Linked DNA regions of Ovis aries: region 1 is linked to region 2. The links are chromatin contacts, called in public Hi-C maps. All regions are on one chromosome and are shown on one strand. Each heading gives the region's core, a stretch centred on a gene start, on an enhancer-like site or on the middle of the called end of the contact. The rest is flanking DNA. Distances are from core to core; before and after follow the strand shown. Region 1 holds the start of C1QTNF6 (C1q and TNF related 6). Region 2 overlaps TMPRSS6 (transmembrane serine protease 6).

Region 1 (2,794 bases), core at 148-2,647, 110 kb before region 2:
CAGAATAAAGGACTGGATTAGATCACCCCTAAGGGTCCTTCCAGGCCTGGGTATTCTGCTGTGTGATTATCCCCCTGAAGTAATAGAAAAACAGAAGCTCAGAGACAAGAGATGGTCAACAACACACAGCCAGGACTGTTCCCTCCTTCACACTTTGCCCAGCTATGAGTGGAGCCTGAGGATTAACCCCCAAAGCCCCAGACTTCAATAAACCCCCCTTAGGTCACTTCACTCTTGTGCCACCTGAGAGGCACAATGTCACCACCTCTCTCTGCCCAGGGGACAGACCCTGAACTGCAGCCTTTGCACACAACCGTACCCAGTTGGGTCATCGTGGGAACTCCTTCCATTCTGTAGGGTTGTGGTTCCTCTTCACTAACTGTGTGACCCTTGGTGAGTCACATCAGCTCCACCACTAGCTCCTTTTCCCAAGGCTGGGGTAAGAAGAGTAGAAATAATGGATGTCAATACCCTTTGGGTGACAAAAGCCCCTCTGAAGATGAAGGCTGGCACAGGCAGTAAGTACTCAACAAATGTAGAGGGGACTGGAGGGCGAGAGACCTGTGAGAGAGTCTTTGTACAGGGGTCTTCGCCCAGGGAGCCAGGACTGCAGCCTTTGCAAAGCCTCCTGCAGCCCAACCAGAAGGAAGCAGAGGCAAGACCCTTCCTGGGGCCCTGGGGTCTTCTGTACAAACTGCCCTCCTGCGAACTTGAGAGTTATTTCCATGGCTCTCGAAGACCAGGAGAGTGGATACCCGTGACAAAATTTCCAGGCAGAGTAGGACTTCGGTGTCCATTGGAGGTGGAGCTACTGACCTGGTCGCCACCCTTAGCTGATCCCCGAGAAGATGCGACCATCACTCAGCAAATACTTACTAAGCCTCCCCTTGTGACTGGCACAGAGGATGAGGCTGGGGACTGGAGTTCTACAGAAAACCAGGGCCTGAGAGGGGAAAGGACTGGCCATTGGGTGCCTGAGCCAGGATTTGAACCTGCGGCAGCTGGGCTGGTGCCCATGCCCTCTGTATGCCTCCTGCCTTGGTGACTCAGGACTAAGGAGCCCTTCAGCTTAGGTTGGAGCCTTCCCCTTTCTGAGCAACTTAGGGGGCCCCTGCCCTTACCCCTTCCGGGGCTTGATTTCCCAGCCTGCACATCAGGAACCTCAGACCCCTTCCTGCTGGAAATGTATAGGGTCTCTGAATTAAACAAGACCCTCTAGGACTACCAAAGAGTTAAGCAAAGGGAATCCACCAGCTCCCTTCATCTCTGCAGAACCTAGAGGCTGAAGGGAGGGAGCAGGGAGGAGGGCCAGTGGGAAGCCAGCCTGCTCCCTCCGCCCTCCCTCCCTCCCTCCTCGCGCTGCCTCCATCCCTCCTCCCTCCTGGGCCAGCCCGCCAGACCTGGGGGTCTGGGCCGGCAACAAGTTATTATCATCATCACAAACATGGATCAAGGAAGCAGAGGCTGCCGGGAGGCCCGGGGTCCATGAACTACTGTACGAGGCTGTCGGACACTGAGTGAGTGATGGGAGGTCCTGCAGCTTCCTCCAGCAGGGCCAAGGGGGTTGGGGTCAGAGCCTGGAATGCCTCTCCTTCCTCCTCTCTTCCTGGACATATCTCGGGGCCCTGCTGTCTCCCTCTGGCCCCGGCCAGCCCCTCTAGGCTCTCTCCTCCCCATCCCTTCCTCTGACTGAGGTGCTGGGGAAGGGCTGCCCTCCACCGATGCTCCTGGCTTGTGCCCACTCCTGCCTGGACGGGCACTGAATCTGCTCCAGCAGGGCTTGACTCTCCCTCGACCCCGAAGAGGCCCCAGCTCCATAGTGGAGGCAGCAGGGACCCCCGAATCACCCCCGTGGCATGGCCCCTCCACTTGATGCCTGCGTGACACTCTCCCCCAGGGACAGCCAGTGACCACGGCTGTGGTTATTACTTTTGTTAAAGGCTGCTTTGCTTCCTGCTTCCTGCATCCCCCTCCCCCCGCCCCAGGTCACAGTTCTGTGTCACAGATATTTTGACTCCCAGCTGTCTGGCCTAACAGAAATGTCCCCAGACCATGCCAGTTCTCTGGGAACAGTTCTACTCTTCCTGTCCCATGCAGGACTAGGGGAGAGGTCATGTTGGGCAGCAGAGAAAGGAACAAAAGTTTAATTAAGAGTGTTTTACCAGACAGGTGACTTTCCTGCTTTTAAATCCTCCCAAATAAGCTGGTGGGGAGGTGGTGTTGTCTCCTCCTTGTAAAATGTTAAGGAGCACGAAGCCCAGAGAGGTTAAGCCACTAGCCTTAGGTCACAACAGCTTGCAAACCATTCTGGAATCTCAGGTCTGATTCTAAAGTCTCACATCTGTGGCCAGGAAAGAGGGGGTTCTGCTCTTCTCAAAACTGATGGGATGTGTATTATAATTTACAAATAAAAGGTAAGGGTGATAATCTTGGCCAGAGTGGGTGCTGTTCCCTGAAGACCTGACCTGCCTTATTGAACAGAACCAGGAAACCAGCACAGGGTGGGGGTGGGGGGTGGGGAACAAGGTCACCTCCAGGAGAGGGTGACCACTCTGGAGGCTGCTGCCCACTGCTAGACCCAGCTCTGGGGAGCGGGGAGGGGAGGAGGCTGGTGCAGGGAGTGCTCCTGCCCCTTTAAAACCCAACTCTTACTTCAGTGCTCAGGTTAGGATAGAAGGGCATTTAAAAAAAATAATAATAATTTTACCTCTCAACCCGTATTAACCACAGAAAAATATTTTTGAATTGTACTAAATGTTACAGGAGATCAAAAAGGAAATAAACAAAGAAACGC
Region 2 (2,700 bases), core at 16-2,515:
TACCAAAATTGGAGGAGTCTCACCCACCCTAGTGTCTCAAAGCACCGTTGAGCTACAGAAAAGTGGGCTGGGCTGGCCATTGAACCCTATCTTTACCCATTGTACAGGTGGGAAAACTGAGGCCAAGGGAGGACTAAGGACTTGTCCTTTTATTATTAATTTTATTTATTTATTTTTGGCTGTGCTGGGTCTTCCTGTGACTTTCTCTAGTTGTGGCGCACTGACGTCTCTTGTTGTGGCCCGTGAGATCTTAGTTCCTTGATCAGGGATCAAACCCACATCCTCTCCATTGGAAGGCAGGTTCTTAACCACTGGACCACCAGGGAAGTCCCTGGCCTCTTGTCCTTGTCTCTTTGTCTTGAAGTGGCAGGTGGGGTGGGGAGGTGAAGCCCAACAGGGCCTGGCGCTCCCACCCCCCGCCCCCACCCTTCTGAAGCCTCATCCACCTTGGCCGTTGACAAGGAGCGACAGAGGGGAGGCTGGGGTGATAAGGATGTGCTCAGGGAAGCCTGTCCACCTGGTTTTGCATGTAACTCTGGGTACATCCTGTTCCTTATCTATAAAACAAGAGTTAGGCCAGCCCAAGGCCGTAACTTTTTATTATTTACCCATCAGAAAGATGTCTCCCAGTAAGTTGTGTTTATTAGTTCCTAATGAAATGTCATTCCAAGTTGGGCTGGAGAGGTAGAAAGAGTTTAGCTATTGAAACAAGAAAGCAGGATTCAAGTCCTGGCTCCCCTCCTTCTATTTGGCAAGGACTCACCTTTCTCAGCCTCAAGTAGCCCATTTGAAAAATGGGCATGAAGCAGACCTCTCATCCAGGGAAGAGTAACTGAAATGATGGCTAGAGGATGCTGGCTCCTGGAGGCTGGGATAAAGCCCAGTTCAAGAAGGCACCAACCATACATTCAGGACTGGCTCCTGACTCTGCACCAGGCAGGCCCTGAGCTCGGGTGCCGTTTTCTTCATCCTCAGCAACCTGGAGAGGGAGCTGGCCCCACGCTTCCTTCATAGACCTATGAGGGGCCGAGGCACAGAGAAGCAAAGGCATTCCCACAAAATCGCCCAGCTTATAACTAGAGAAAACAGGGTTGAGCAGTAAGATCCAGAGCATGCGTGAGGGCGTGTGGGCCTGTGAGCGTGTGTCTGTGAGAGTGTGCACACGCACACTTGTGCAGTCTCCCCTCAGAGCCTCGGGGCAGCCGTGTCAGCTGTTCCCTCCCATGGGCGAGGCGCCCTTCTAAGGGTACTGACCACTGCTCTGTCTCTCGCCACATCTGAGAGCCACCCGGGAAGTCCCAGCTCTGTCTTCGCAGACCTTTGTAAGGGTCAGGGTCCCTAGGAGAGACTCGCGGCCCCTGCCCCTAGGCTCCTGCCCGCGTCTGAGTGCAAAAGGGGAGGCAGAAGTGTACCTCCAGATTGCAAGCACTGGGCAAACCGTTTCCTCTAGTTCTGATCTTTTTTGATAACCATCAGCCCATGTAGTTGCTGGGAAATTCTTTGAATAAGCATTTGTTGGAAAATCTGCTTGTGTGGGTGGCAGAGACATGAGAGGTCTGGGGAAGGGTGTAGATTTCCAGGCACAGGATCTGTAGGGAGGGGGATGCACAGAATGGCCACTGACGAGGAGCGACAGAGGGTAGGTTGGGGGAGAGGGGGTCTCACCCCTCAGTGCCAGCATGGTGATGAGGAGAGGCTGGCTGGGCTCCCTCCATTGGCGAGGCATCCTTGGGCATGTCACCTTCCTCCTCTGAGCCCTTACTGCCTTCCTCCCACCTCCCTCTTTCCTCCCCAGTTTCTCCCTGGCCTAGGCCTCATGCCCTTTGAGTGGCCTGGATGCGGGGGAAGGAGCTGACCTCGTGAGATCCGGCCAGCAGCGGCTGGGTTTCACAGAACCAGCTCTGACAGGGCGTCAATACAGCACAGGCTTCCCCCTTTCCGGGAACCTGCCTCCTGCCAGCTTCCTCCCCTGTGATGTCACTTTTCTTGTGATCTGCCCAACCATTTCCACTTCGCTGATGGCGACAGGCAGAGTCACTGGCTCCTTAAGCCTGCTGGAGCCCCTCAGGCTGAGCCTAGATATGGGGTAGCCCTTCTGGTCTCCAGAGCCCCTGGGTGGCCACAGAGGCTCCCCGGGCACTGCTGGGGGCCGGCAGTGTGGAAGGAGGAGCTACTGTCCTCAGTGAGCTCACAGCCCAACGACGTCAGCAGCTAGTTTTCAAAGAAATCCCTTCTCATTCACACCATAAAACATCCTACGGGGAGCTAGCACCCCGTCTTACTACAGACATGGGAACAGAAGCTTGCTGAGGTTGGGTGAGATACCCAAGGTCACACAGCCTCAGCCTCAGCTCTGCAGCTTCAGGTCCAGTGCTCTGGCCACGTGAGACACTGCTGACCTCCCTTTTGCAGTGCTCGCCTTCTCTGACTCTCTTTCCCATTTAGCCTGTGTTGAGGGAAGGGAATATCTGTGTGTGTTTATTCATCCGTCTATCCACTCGCCCACCTTCAATCCTTCATCTACCGTCAGTCCTTCCTTCCATCCATCCATCCATCCATCAGTACACCGACCCACCCTTCCTTCTTTCCATCTACCCACCCTTCTATCCGTCCATCATCCAATCTTTCTTGAACTCCTTGAGTTCAGCTAGAGATGCTGATATGCAAGGTTGACCGGATCCCTGCTTACTGTCTGTGTGA

Evidence for each region. A called contact is a pair of places that touch in the nucleus more often than the background predicts.
Region 1: a Hi-C map of muscle shows a contact between it and region 2, with 2.7 times the contacts expected there. The contact joins the promoter of C1QTNF6 here to the enhancer-like site in region 2. A contact is called at or near these places in 6 of 16 Hi-C or Micro-C datasets (blood, hypothalamus, muscle and 2 more).

Annotation. Positions count from the first base shown.
Region 1 is chr3:181,243,916-181,246,709 of ARS-UI_Ramb_v3.0, reverse strand. C1QTNF6 (C1q and TNF related 6) reads left to right here and starts at 1,397. Exons shown (of 3, transcript XM_004006731.5): 1 at 1,397-1,517.
Region 2 is chr3:181,128,891-181,131,590 of ARS-UI_Ramb_v3.0, reverse strand. The region is part of intron 10 of TMPRSS6 (transmembrane serine protease 6); the gene reads left to right. Among named protein-coding and RNA genes, the nearest start is that of KCTD17, 27 kb to the right of the region's middle. Within about 2 kb of position 1,265, at least 9 of the 54 cell types and tissues checked have an H3K27ac peak or open chromatin away from gene starts, as enhancers often do.